3 separate regions of the Mus musculus genome follow, and regions 1 and 2 are each linked to region 3. The links are chromatin contacts, called in public HiChIP or PLAC-seq maps. All regions are on one chromosome and are shown on one strand. The core of a region is the stretch at or near the end of the contact, and the rest is flanking DNA. Distances in the headings are between cores, read along the strand shown.

The links. HiChIP or PLAC-seq counts read pairs in DNA pulled down with a chosen protein or histone mark.
Region 1: an H3K4me3 HiChIP or PLAC-seq map of bone marrow-derived macrophages shows a contact between it and region 3, with 2.1 times the contacts expected there. The contact joins the promoter of Atf6 here to the enhancer-like site in region 3. A contact is called at or near these places in 6 of 39 promoter capture datasets (the 3T3-L1 cell line, the SN4741 cell line, hippocampal neurons and 3 more), 7 of 115 datasets of contacts at active chromatin or transcription factors (the NIH/3T3 cell line, the SCID.adh cell line, astrocytes and 4 more) and 1 of 9 other capture datasets (adipose tissue).
Region 2: a contact with region 3 is called in an H3K4me3 HiChIP or PLAC-seq map of bone marrow-derived macrophages, with 2.9 times the contacts expected there. The contact joins the promoter of Uap1 here to the enhancer-like site in region 3. A contact is called at or near these places in 12 of 39 promoter capture datasets (3T3-L1-derived adipocytes, the C10 cell line, cranial neural crest and 8 more), 1 of 15 datasets of contacts at CTCF or cohesin (pro-B cells), 1 of 484 Hi-C or Micro-C datasets (embryonic stem cells), 11 of 115 datasets of contacts at active chromatin or transcription factors (astrocytes, bone marrow-derived macrophages, differentiating embryonic stem cells and 4 more) and 3 of 9 other capture datasets (adipose tissue, embryonic stem cells and pancreatic islet).

The regions. Positions count from the first base shown.
Region 1 is chr1:170,865,966-170,869,612 of GRCm38.p6, reverse strand. It overlaps Atf6 (activating transcription factor 6), which reads left to right and starts at 1,842. Exons shown (of 16, transcript NM_001081304.1): 1 at 1,842-1,963. The coding sequence starts at 1,912. Gm9929 (a long non-coding RNA gene) reads right to left here and starts at 1,783. Exons shown (of 2, transcript XR_003948181.1): 1 at 1,699-1,783; 2 at 1-1,032.
Region 2 is chr1:170,173,233-170,176,581 of GRCm38.p6, reverse strand. It overlaps Uap1 (UDP-N-acetylglucosamine pyrophosphorylase 1), which reads left to right and starts at 1,618. Exons shown (of 11, transcript NM_001305045.1): 1 at 1,618-1,832.
Region 3 is chr1:170,607,212-170,610,951 of GRCm38.p6, reverse strand. No RefSeq gene overlaps it. Among named protein-coding and RNA genes, the nearest start is that of Nos1ap, 19 kb to the right of the region's middle. Within about 2 kb of position 2,326, at least 20 of the 459 cell types and tissues checked have an H3K27ac peak or open chromatin away from gene starts, as enhancers often do. A contact at or near this core is called in bone marrow-derived macrophages, hematopoietic stem and progenitor cells and liver, where this site is marked.

The DNA of each region.
Region 1 (3,647 bases), core at 593-3,092, 260 kb before region 3:
GTGGGTCACAACAGGGCACAGTCTAATGAACATGAAGGAATTCAGCCAGAGAAATGTAAACTATAGTCACACCGATTCATAGTGACAGAAATTGTAAAAGTCTGATCATATCTAGTCTTGGCGTATATGTTGGTGAGGATGTAAACTGCTAATTTAGCAAGTGACCCAGCACACATGTGAAAGGCAGAGTTGCAGAGAATATATCTTATGTACTGGTAAACAATTCAAAGACCCAGATGTCCGTCTCAGGTAAACAAGTATGATGCTATGTATTTAAGGGAATGTAGAAATTAAAACCCCGAGAGAGCTTCAAAGAGTAATGAATGCCTAGTGACAATAATTTGGAGAACATTTCCGTGTTATACATTTATGTGAATTAAAAAAGAAATTCCCCAACACTCAACATATATATTTACAAACAGGTTTAAACATGGTAAAAGTAAATATAAAAAATGGACTAAAGGCTGGGCGGTGGTGGTACACGCCTTTAATCTCAGCACTCGGGAGGCAGAGGCAGGCGGATTTCTGAGGCTACAGAGTTCCAGGACAGCCAGGGCTACACAGAGAAATCCTGTCTCGAAAAAAAAATTTTTTTTTTAAAATTTATATATATATAATTCCAACGACGAAAGGAATGTCATTTGTCGTAGGGGGACTTCAGAATCGCGAGTGTGCGTGTGTTCGTGTATGTATGCATGTATGTGCACGCGCGTGCTGCGTATTGCACATGCATGTGTGTATGTATGTGTGTATGTATGTGTGTGTATGTATATATGTATGTATGTGCGCGCGGGCGGTGCATTGCACGTGTGTATGCGGGTGTGGTCCCAGCCGGACTTCACGAATTCTGACCTGGCTTTCCTCTCACCTTGTTGCATTCCGCAATCGCAATCGGTAGTAACCGCAGCCACGAGGAGCTCGGAGGATTCTGGGAAGCATTTATGTTTGTTTGTAACCATGGGAAAAGTTCCTCTCGGTCCTAGAGGGATCCGTGTTCATTCACCGTCTGGGTTTGAATGCAGTCCCTGGCTACTGAAATCGAGTAAAACCGAAAAGTAAACAACACTAAGTAGGTTCTCGAAACTGTTGTTTCAAATTGCTCACATTTTCCAGTTGGAATCCGTGATGCATGATTCTTCTCTAAAAATATTTAGAATTTTGGATTTTAGTAATAAGAGATTGACAGCTTATTGCGAGTTTTAGAAACTCTTCTTTAGGAGGTAAGTGCGGACATGGAGAATTTATCTTATATATTTTCTTTGTTTAAATTTGTTTGAAGGTGGGTTTTCTACAAGTATTATTTGTGAGAAAGTTTACCTCGGATTCTGTCCCAGTAAAGGAGTGGTTCTAACACATGTCGGAAATTTGTATTTTTCTTTATTTACCGTGTACGTGGAAAATTTTTACAGCGATTGAAAAGCATTTATAAATACAGAATCAGGTTTACTGTCAATTTCTAATTTCGTTCTGAGATGTCTATATCGTAGTATTAAGCACAAAGAACAAGCCACTATGATCAGGAGACTTTTCAGTTTTAGTACTATCAGCGAATTTTAACAAAGCGGTAAAATCTGCGTGCTCTTCGCTCAATTTAAAAAAAAAAAGAGAGAGAGGGAGAGAGAAACAAAAAAGAACAACCACAAAACCCCACAGCGGGACAGAAAGTGCTGAAATCCTCGTAGGGAAATATTTACTCACAAGTCTATTGAGTTTGCTTATCTGCTGACGTCTCCTTAGCTTTGGATCCCAGTTCCCGCGTGCGGTGAGATAGTTTGCCTCCGCCCGGCCACCGTCCGTGTCAGCGTTCAGCTTATTTTGTCCTCCGGCCGCCGCCGTTTCAGGTTACTCACCCATCCGAGTTGTGAGGGAGAGGTGTCTGTTTCGGGGAAGCCGGCTTGTGTTGCCGGCGCCATGGAGTCGCCTTTTAGTCCGGTTCTTCCTCATGGACCAGATGAAGACTGGGGTGAGTGGATCTGCGAATGTACCCGAGCTAGGTCGGGCCGCGTCTGCGGGTTTTTTTCTCCTCCCGATTTCCGCCCGGTGGCGGTGACAGGTGTGGACGACCCGTGTCCGGGGAGCGAGGCCACGGGTTGAGGGTCGTAGAAGAGGCTGGCAGAGCCTCTGGGCTTCTGTCCTGGCCGTAGCAATAATGGAATGATGTTCTAATTGAAATTGCTGTAGTTTTTCAGCGTGTGTTCCTGGTGGAAATTCCAGGTGATCGTGAGGGACCAGAACTTAGTAGGATGATGATTGTAGCTGCCCCAAAGGCTCCAAGCTATTTTCTCAGACTGTGGGCGTGTGGCTGGGGAGCGCTGAGTGTGTGTGTGTGTATGTGTGTGTGTGAGTGTGTGTGTGTGTGTGTGTGTGCGCGCGCGCGCACTGAACGTGTACGAGATATGTTGAGAAAACTTGGTTAAAATACAGAAGAAAATCCTTGGCTCCCAGCTTGAACTGTTGGTTTAAGACATAGATCCAAATTGGCAAAGAAGAAACTCTCCCAAGCACCTGACCTCGTGTCCCTGATTACTAGATCTAACACAAACTGATGTAATCCTGACTGCTGTCCAAACACAGCTCTGAAATCTCTTGTTAAGTCTATTTTTAGTGTTCAGGAAGGATGGACCAGAGAATGACAAGGAACAAGCTTTGGCATCCAAATCCTTAGAGAAAGCTGATAGTCCCTTCTCGATTTCAAGACAGAATGTTAACAGGATTATGTGTGTTAATATGTGAATGGAGTTCTGTAGGTGGCTCAATGGATCCTGTAGTGAGACTACATTGTCCTTCAGTTTTGGGGACACTTTTTTTTCATGGACTAACATTCCACTATAACATGAGTGGGCCCTCAACTAGGAAGTGTTGGAATCCTAGTTTAATTTAACAGTGGCAGATGCTCTCTACAATTACAATCTATAAAAGGTTTATTTTAATCTTTGGGCCGATTTTGACAACTTTCTGGAAAAAAAAAACCTTTAAATGTTCATTCTCCAGTTCATTTCCCCAGCTAAATGCTTTTGTTATAGTAACAGCAGTCACTTGTTTAGGACTTTATTTTGCTAAGCACACTACATGTGTTATTTATGTTATGTTCATAACAGTCCAATGAGGTCCCGCCATCCTATAGATGTTGAAACAGAGGTTGACAGAATCTGTTCTCTGAGTCTTAGACGAGTAAGTGATAAAGTAGGATCAGAACCAGGCTTATCTAACTTTGAAGTCTGTGCCTCTGGTTTTTCTACTCTGTAACACTTGCTCCCCCCCCCCCCCCCAAGCCTAGATTCTTCCTAATGCTAATGTTCTTAACAAGTCTACTTAGATATGTTGGGTAGTTACAATTAGAATTAGTTTTCTCAATCATTTGACCATTATGTTTGTGGCATTTCTTAAAGTATAACTAAAAGGCACTTCCTGATGGTATCGTTTTTGTCCTAGAGTCTGATTCTCAGCTGCATTTTCCTAACTCCTAATCTTGATTCTTCAACAATGCGCAGTTCTTTGTAGTCAGCTGACTGACTCCTTTCTCAGGTATCCTGCCCTGTCTCCTCTTGAATATGTCATTTCCCCAATGTTTTTTAGCCTTCCCTTTTCAGACTGTTAACAGTTGTCTCTTGGTTCAGTACTTTTATTCCCTCAGGTGTTCAGTAGGT
Region 2 (3,349 bases), core at 369-2,868, 430 kb after region 3:
GGAGGCAGAGAACTAAAGGGCAGCCTTCAGAAGTGTTGGGTGGTCCCTCACTCCTTTCTGAAGCTAAGGCCTCTGCTTTCTCTGAGCTCTAATGCTCATCTGAGCCTTTGCTGCTGCACTCACGGCCGTCCCTTAGGAAGAAGGAGCACGTCTCTCCCCTGCCTCTCTCATTGTATTGGAATCCCTTGAAGAAATAGACTCTTGATTCCCCTGTAGAGTCTATTGTAAGTTCTACTGTAGAATAACTCAATAAATAAATACGTTTTGGACAATATGCTCTTTATTGACTGCTGTAGCCGCCAATTTCTTTCTAAGAGAATGCTTCTACCCCAGGGACTTGCACACATAAAGAAGGTCAAGAGATTCTGGGCAACCCCATTGTGGGCAGGCTCTGAATTCTTCACTTAAGACTCGGTACTTTCCAAGCTGGAAGTATGAAAACTAGAGAACACACCCGTGTTGTTAGTCTTGCTCCAGGAAGGCACACCTACCACTATCAACAGCACTGTGGGTGCCATTTACAGCTTCTCAGGCGACGTGGCGTTCTGACAGGATTCCAGAGAGCATGCAAGGCTAAGGCCAAGCAAATACTGCTAATAATATATCATGTCCTTCCTTGATCCTGTTCCACCAAGCTGTTTATCCATCTAATCTCTCAAAGCCACAAAGGTGCCTTAACAGATGGGCAACTACGTTTTTATTTACAAATGATACCCCTTGTTAAATGATATTTCTAAATGACATAAATTGATAGTAAAGTCTGGATTAAAAATGAATACGCAAGAATGACTAAGAAAACACTGAAAATGTAAAATGAGGAAGCCTATCCACCTGATGGAAAACATCCTGATATGTTAAATTTAGTTGCTTTTGACATCTCAACAAATTGGACTCTCGTTTCAAAACCTGCAAAAACCCAACATAATAGCTCTAAATATAAATGCAACTTCATAACACTGAGATTATAGCCTGCACATGCACATCTGCTGCCTATGCTGTAACAGGACAGTTGAATTTTAGCTCTCCTCTCCTAGCTAAGTTCTTGCTCTCTGGGCCGGTTCTCCCTGACTGGCACATTTTGCATGGCCTCGGGTCATCTAATCCCTTTTGATTGCATTTCGTTCACTAGTCGCTGTGCAAAAGGCAACCCGGCTGTGTCGACACCCAAGAGACTCCGAAGACAATGGCAGAGGAAGCCCGGGTCACTGGCAAACAGGTATGTGGAGAATTAGAGACAAAATCAGCTAGCTTAAGGTCACAGGCCTGCCTTGGAGGGATCTCTGCCTAGAAACCGGCGGGTCTTTCCCAACCACACCCGTGGGCGTTCGGAAATCCGTCACTTGAAGACTCACTGCCAGCGCCGCGCTCCCTACCAGGCGCTCTGATCCGCCCCGGGTGACCGAGAGGACCCGCCCTGCAGTTTGTCCTTAAGGTGGCGCCTGGCCTCACCTCCCCGCGAAGCCGCGCGCGTAGCCGGCCCCGCCCCTGCTAGTGCGTGGGGGGCGGTACCACAGACTGACAGGATCCTTGGCCATCCTATTGGGCAAGAGTCTGAGTGACGTAAAGAGGCTCCTCCTTCCTGTCGCCGGTGCCCGCCCCTTTGGCTGTTCTCGGTCGCTGACGTGTCGGGCCGGCAGGCTTCCGCTCCGCCCCTGGGCCGCAGCCACTCACCGCGGCGGGAGGGGCCGGGTGGCCGGGGCCCGCGCTCCCCTCGGCCGCTGCTCGTGGCCCGCCCCGCCGCCCCGGCCCCTCGGATGACAGTATATATTCCAGGCGGGCGCGGGACACGGGCGAGTAGCCGAGCCGAAGGAGCCGCGGGATTGTCGAGGGAGGTAGGGACCCCCTTCACGCGCGCGCTCCCATGCCTAGCGCGGGGACCCGGCTACGCGTTGCCGCACCTTGCTCGGCGTCCGCTGCTCGGAGCTCCGGAGAGGCGTGGGCTGTGTCGCGGCGGGGCGGGGATGCGCGCGCGGAGGGTCTTGGGGGAGACCTGAGGGAGGAGGCTTGGGTGATGATGGAGTTCCCGGCGCTTGTCAGCGCTGTTTTTGAGTTGGGGGAAGAGGAGCCAGGAGGGTTTCAGGCTAGGGCCCGGGCATAGTTGTGCCACTTCTGGGGTTCACCGGTGGGAATAAGTGATCGCTGTTACTGTTGGGAAAGCGCGTTGGGGTGTTTTGAACCCACGAGGGTAAGAATTGATAGTTCCGACCAGGACAGTGGATCCCAATGGGGGATGTGACTAGCACAGGACCCGCTTGCCTTCGCTTGATACTGATAGTGAGAGAGGTTCAGATTTCAGGGTTTTCCCCTCAGTTGGACTGGAGGAACGGTGAGGCTGAGAGCACACATATGCTCTAGAAGATTTTTTAAAAGTTTGGTGTGAAGGCTGACTGGCCTTCATCGGCATACTATGAGATCTGATATCCGATGGTAATGATCATGCATTTATGAGAGGCACAAGTTTAAGGACTTGGAGGTGAAGTTCACTGGGCTTGGATCCAAGAGTTTGCAGCAAACCAAAAGCATTTATCCATTTCGTTATTAGTTGACTCACTTGGCTGAGGGAAAAGACTTCATAGTCTGTCCTGTTAGTTAGTGGTTAGGACTCAAGTCAGTCTCAGTACCATTCCTCCCCACCCCCACCCCAGCCCCTCCCCTCCCCTCTTTTTTCCTGTTTCGTTTGTTTGTTTGTTTGTTTCCGAGACAGGGTTTCTCTGTGTAGCTTTGGTTGTTGGAACTCACTCTGTAGACCTGGCTGGCCCAGAATTCAGAGATCCATTTACCTTAAAGATATGTACCGCCACTGCCTGGCTCCATGTGTCCCCCCCACCCCACCCCCACCCCCCAAAGCGATTTACTAACCCACCCTGAGGACATATAGCAGCAGAGGTGGGGGTGGAATTGGGAAATACTGGACGTCCTTAATGTGGCATTTAAATTCTAATAAAGGCATGTTTGATAATGGTTTGTTGGGTATGTTGATCCAGGTGTGTTAGGTTGTAGGCACACACCAAATTTAGTCATAATTTCTAGTGCAGACTTTTGTTCTTAGTATAAAAATCCACGTCTTTTTAATTCTCTTCTCTATTGCTGTATACCATTTGAATTTAGTTACACACACACAGCTCTCAAGAAAAATGAGTAGGAGATGCAGTACTATGGTTATCGCTGTGTCAGGTAAATATAACCGTATTTATTATGAATGTTACACAACACATAAATGGACAGATTTGATTTTGGTAATAAGATTTGTGGATTGCTGGTGTTCTGGGACCAGATATCAAAGTTTACAATGAGTTGTTTTATTTGCATGAGTATGTTTTTCTCCAAGCACCCAAAGTACTACCCAGTA
Region 3 (3,740 bases), core at 1,077-3,576:
CATACTGTGGTTAAATAACCAGGTGAAACAGTCACTCACAGGCAAGTCTAGTCACAGGGCCTAGGAAGAGATATCCTTGGGACTATATTACCAAATTGCCACATCTGGGGTTTGTTTGTTTGATTGGTTTGGGGGGGGGGGCGTGTACGCACACGGGGTAGGAGGCACAATCTAAAAAAGGATCTTGTGGTCCAGTGGTCTTGGACTTGTTATGTAGATGAAGATAACCTTACTCATGATTATCTGTCTCTACCTCCCAGGACTAGGTTACAGTCTTGGGCTACTATGCCAGGTTTAAATTGGATTGGAACCCAGGGACATGCTTGGTAAGCACTCTGTCAACTGAGCCACATCCTGAGCCCTAAAATACATCTCTGAAAGTCTGGGTGACCCTTCTTGCATGCATGAGGTTAACACTCAGTCACTGGGCTCCATCTCCAGGTCCTGGGCGGGCCCTCTTATCTAAGTGCACCACTAATGCAGTCATGATGGGCCTTGGACAGCAAGTGTCTGTTAGGAGCTCACAACGTGATAAGAAATGTGATACATACTTATAAGTAATGCATGATGTCATTGTTTTAAAACATTTATTTTGGTAAAATATACTTAACAAAATTCATCTTAGCAGCCGTTTCCTTCTTTGGAAGATCAGATTCATGTTAATCAAGAGGGAGAAAGGAAGGGGGAAAGGAAATCTACTCTGCTAAAGTTCTCCCAGCATGGCACAAAACTCCCAAGGATCTGGCCTTCAGTTGTGTGTTGGGGCCAGGGGCAGTGAGTGCAAGACCGTGGTTCCAACAAGCAAAGAGGCAGAAGATGCGGTCCTCCCCATCTCAGGCCCCAGACTCAGCCCACTCTCCAGCCCTTGAGCTCTGCAAGTTCAGTGTGCTCCTGGCCCGGGTTCTGCCTCTTCGCCACAAACACCCTCCGTCCTGACAGGGTTAGCAGAAACATGTGTTCTCCACAGACCACAGACAGGCACTTGAAGTGATGCTTGTGTTATGCTTCGATACAGCCAGAAGCCACAGACTAACCCGCTCCAAAATGGTGCTGGCTGCTTGCTTGCCATTGTCAAGTACCCAAGTACCTAGTTTAATATCTAGCATCCCCAAGGTTTATCCAGGTGTTGAGTTCCTCCCTCCCTCCCTCCCTCCCTCCCTCCCTCCCTCTTTCTTTCTTTCTTTCTTTCTTTCTTTCTTTCTTTCTTTCTTTCTTTCTTTCTTTCTTTCTTTCTTTCTTTCTTTCTTTCTTCCTTCCTTCCTTCCTTCCTTCCTTCCTTCCTTCCTTCCTTCCTTCCTTCCTTCCTTCCTTCCTTCCTTCCTTTCTTTCTTTCTTTCTTTCTTTCTTTCTTTCTTTCTTTCTTTCTTTCTTTCTTTCTTTCTTTCTTTCTATGCTTTTTTAGGTTTTGGACACCTAAAAGGACTTCACCATGCAGCACTAGCTGGCTTGGAAACATACCTAAGTTGCTATATAGAGCAGGCTGCTCTTGAACCTGCAATGATCCTCTTATCTCCTGCTCTTGAGCGCCGGAGTGTTAGATCTGCACCCCCACTCCCAGCTAAGAGTTATCTTCATTTTCTTATCTTTTCTCTCATTATTTTGTTTTGTGTTTATGTGTAAGGTTGTTTTGCCTGCATGTACTTCAGTGTACCCCACCCATGCCTGGTCAGAGGTCACAGAGGTCAGAAGAGGAGTCAGATCCCCTGGCACTGGGATTGCAGATGCTTGTGAGCCACCATGTGGGTGCTGGGAACTGAACCTGGCTCCTCTGGAACAGAAACGGTCTCCCCAGCCCCAGGAATTATTTTCTTTTTAGGGTTAATTAATCATGTATATACAACATATTACATTTATCTTCTTATAGATATTTGCTGTTGGAGTCATGTGTGTGTGTGTGCATGTGTGTCTGTCTGTCTGTCTGCTTGTCTCTCCATTGTATATGTCTATAACTATATTTGTGTACAGTATATCTAGTGAGTATCTCTACATGAGCAAATGCAGAAACAATCCCATGGACAAGTTAGACTTTATCATTTTTTCTGTATGATCTCAAAATGAGGAACAACATTTTCCTTTCTCTTTCTCTCTAACGGCTGTAACAGGAGAGGGAAGGCCTTTGTGGAGTGCTCTTCCTTTCTGGCCAGAGATGTATAGTCATAGGACAGAGGTCTGAGTTCAGGAGAGGCGTGAAGCCTGGCTCATGTCCTCCTAAACCTCTATGCTTAAGGTCCTGGAGTTAATTTGGGAAAGGCCCAAGAGCTCACTGGACAACTGAACAGGACTCAGCTGGTAGAGCAAAAGTCAACATGCATTTGGAGAGGAGGTTCTGGTCTCAAGCACATGGACCAATAGCAGCAGCCTGATTGGCTCTGCTCTCTGTCCAGAATGATCTTTTCTGTTCTTGCTTATGAAAGTAATAGAATTCCTCAGTGCTGGGCTCAAATACTGCATCCTTCGTGACACTTTCCCTGGTTCTACATCCCCCACCCCCACCTCTAGCTGCCACACAGAATACCTCACCTATTCTTTAGTTTCTGGAGTCACTTTGACCCCTTAGTTTTTCTGTTTTATTTCTGTACCATGTAAATACCTGCATACCAGTCCTGTCTGGTCATTTAGAGAGGGTTTTGCTATGTAGCCCTGGCTGGCCTTGAACTCATGGCATTGTCTTGCCTCAGTTTCCTAGGTTGGGATTACAGGCATGCACTGCTATTCTGGGGCTGTGAGGTCAGTGTTAACTCCTTGTTTAGATCAAGGTGAATTTCTTGAGAAGAGAAATTATTTCATCTATTTTTTTATTGTCCAGTACAGAGTTAGCAACTAGCAAATATCGACTGACCATGTGGCCAGAAATCTTATGTAACAACGGCATCTGTTAGGTGTTCCCTAAATTCATGCATAATGAGGTAACATCGATCTCCAAGCACCTGGTAAATACAAGAAAAATTTTCCCTGTCTTTGGGATTCAGCTTGAAACCAGCTTCATGAAATCCTTCATTCAATAAAACCTGTCAAAACTTTCATGGGAATAACTATAAAAGTGCCTTGGGTATCCATTGCCCAGGCCTCAAATGGACTCAGGTAGATCTTAATTGTGACCAAATATGGCATTCATTTGTTTTTTCAATTGGCCTCCAAAAGAACTTGAATGTCACAGAATAGTACATGTTTGTTGACTTTAGATGGTCTTAGTTAGAAGATAGGACCAGTTAGGAAATTTCCTTTCATCAGCGGAATGAGTATTGATTTTACATTGATGGATTGATTGTGGCCATGTGTACCACAATACTGTGTGGAGGTCAGAGAACAACTTACAAGGGTTGGTTCTCCCTTTCTTGCATGAAGGTCCCAGGGGTCAAAATCTGGTCAGCAGGCTTGGTTGACAGGTCCTTTTATCTGCTGAGCCATACTGCAGGTCTAAGTTTTAATTTTTTTATTTTTGACAAGGGGTCTTTGTGTAGCCCAGGGTGACCTCAGAGTCACAACGTACCTGGAGTTGACCTTTAGTCTCTGGTCAACCTGCTCTCTCTCCCGTGTGCTGGGATTACAGTTATGTGGTACTCAGATCAAACTCAGGGTTTTAGGCAAACACTCTGAACTGAGCAATGTTGTTGCGGGAAGTATTACAAATACAACTGCCAAGTTCCCATGCTCCATCCAACTACTCTCTACCCGCCAACTCTCCGGCGGGGCCAGAGCTGCAGAGTTCCCTTCGTTGCCACGCCAGCCCCATGCAATGA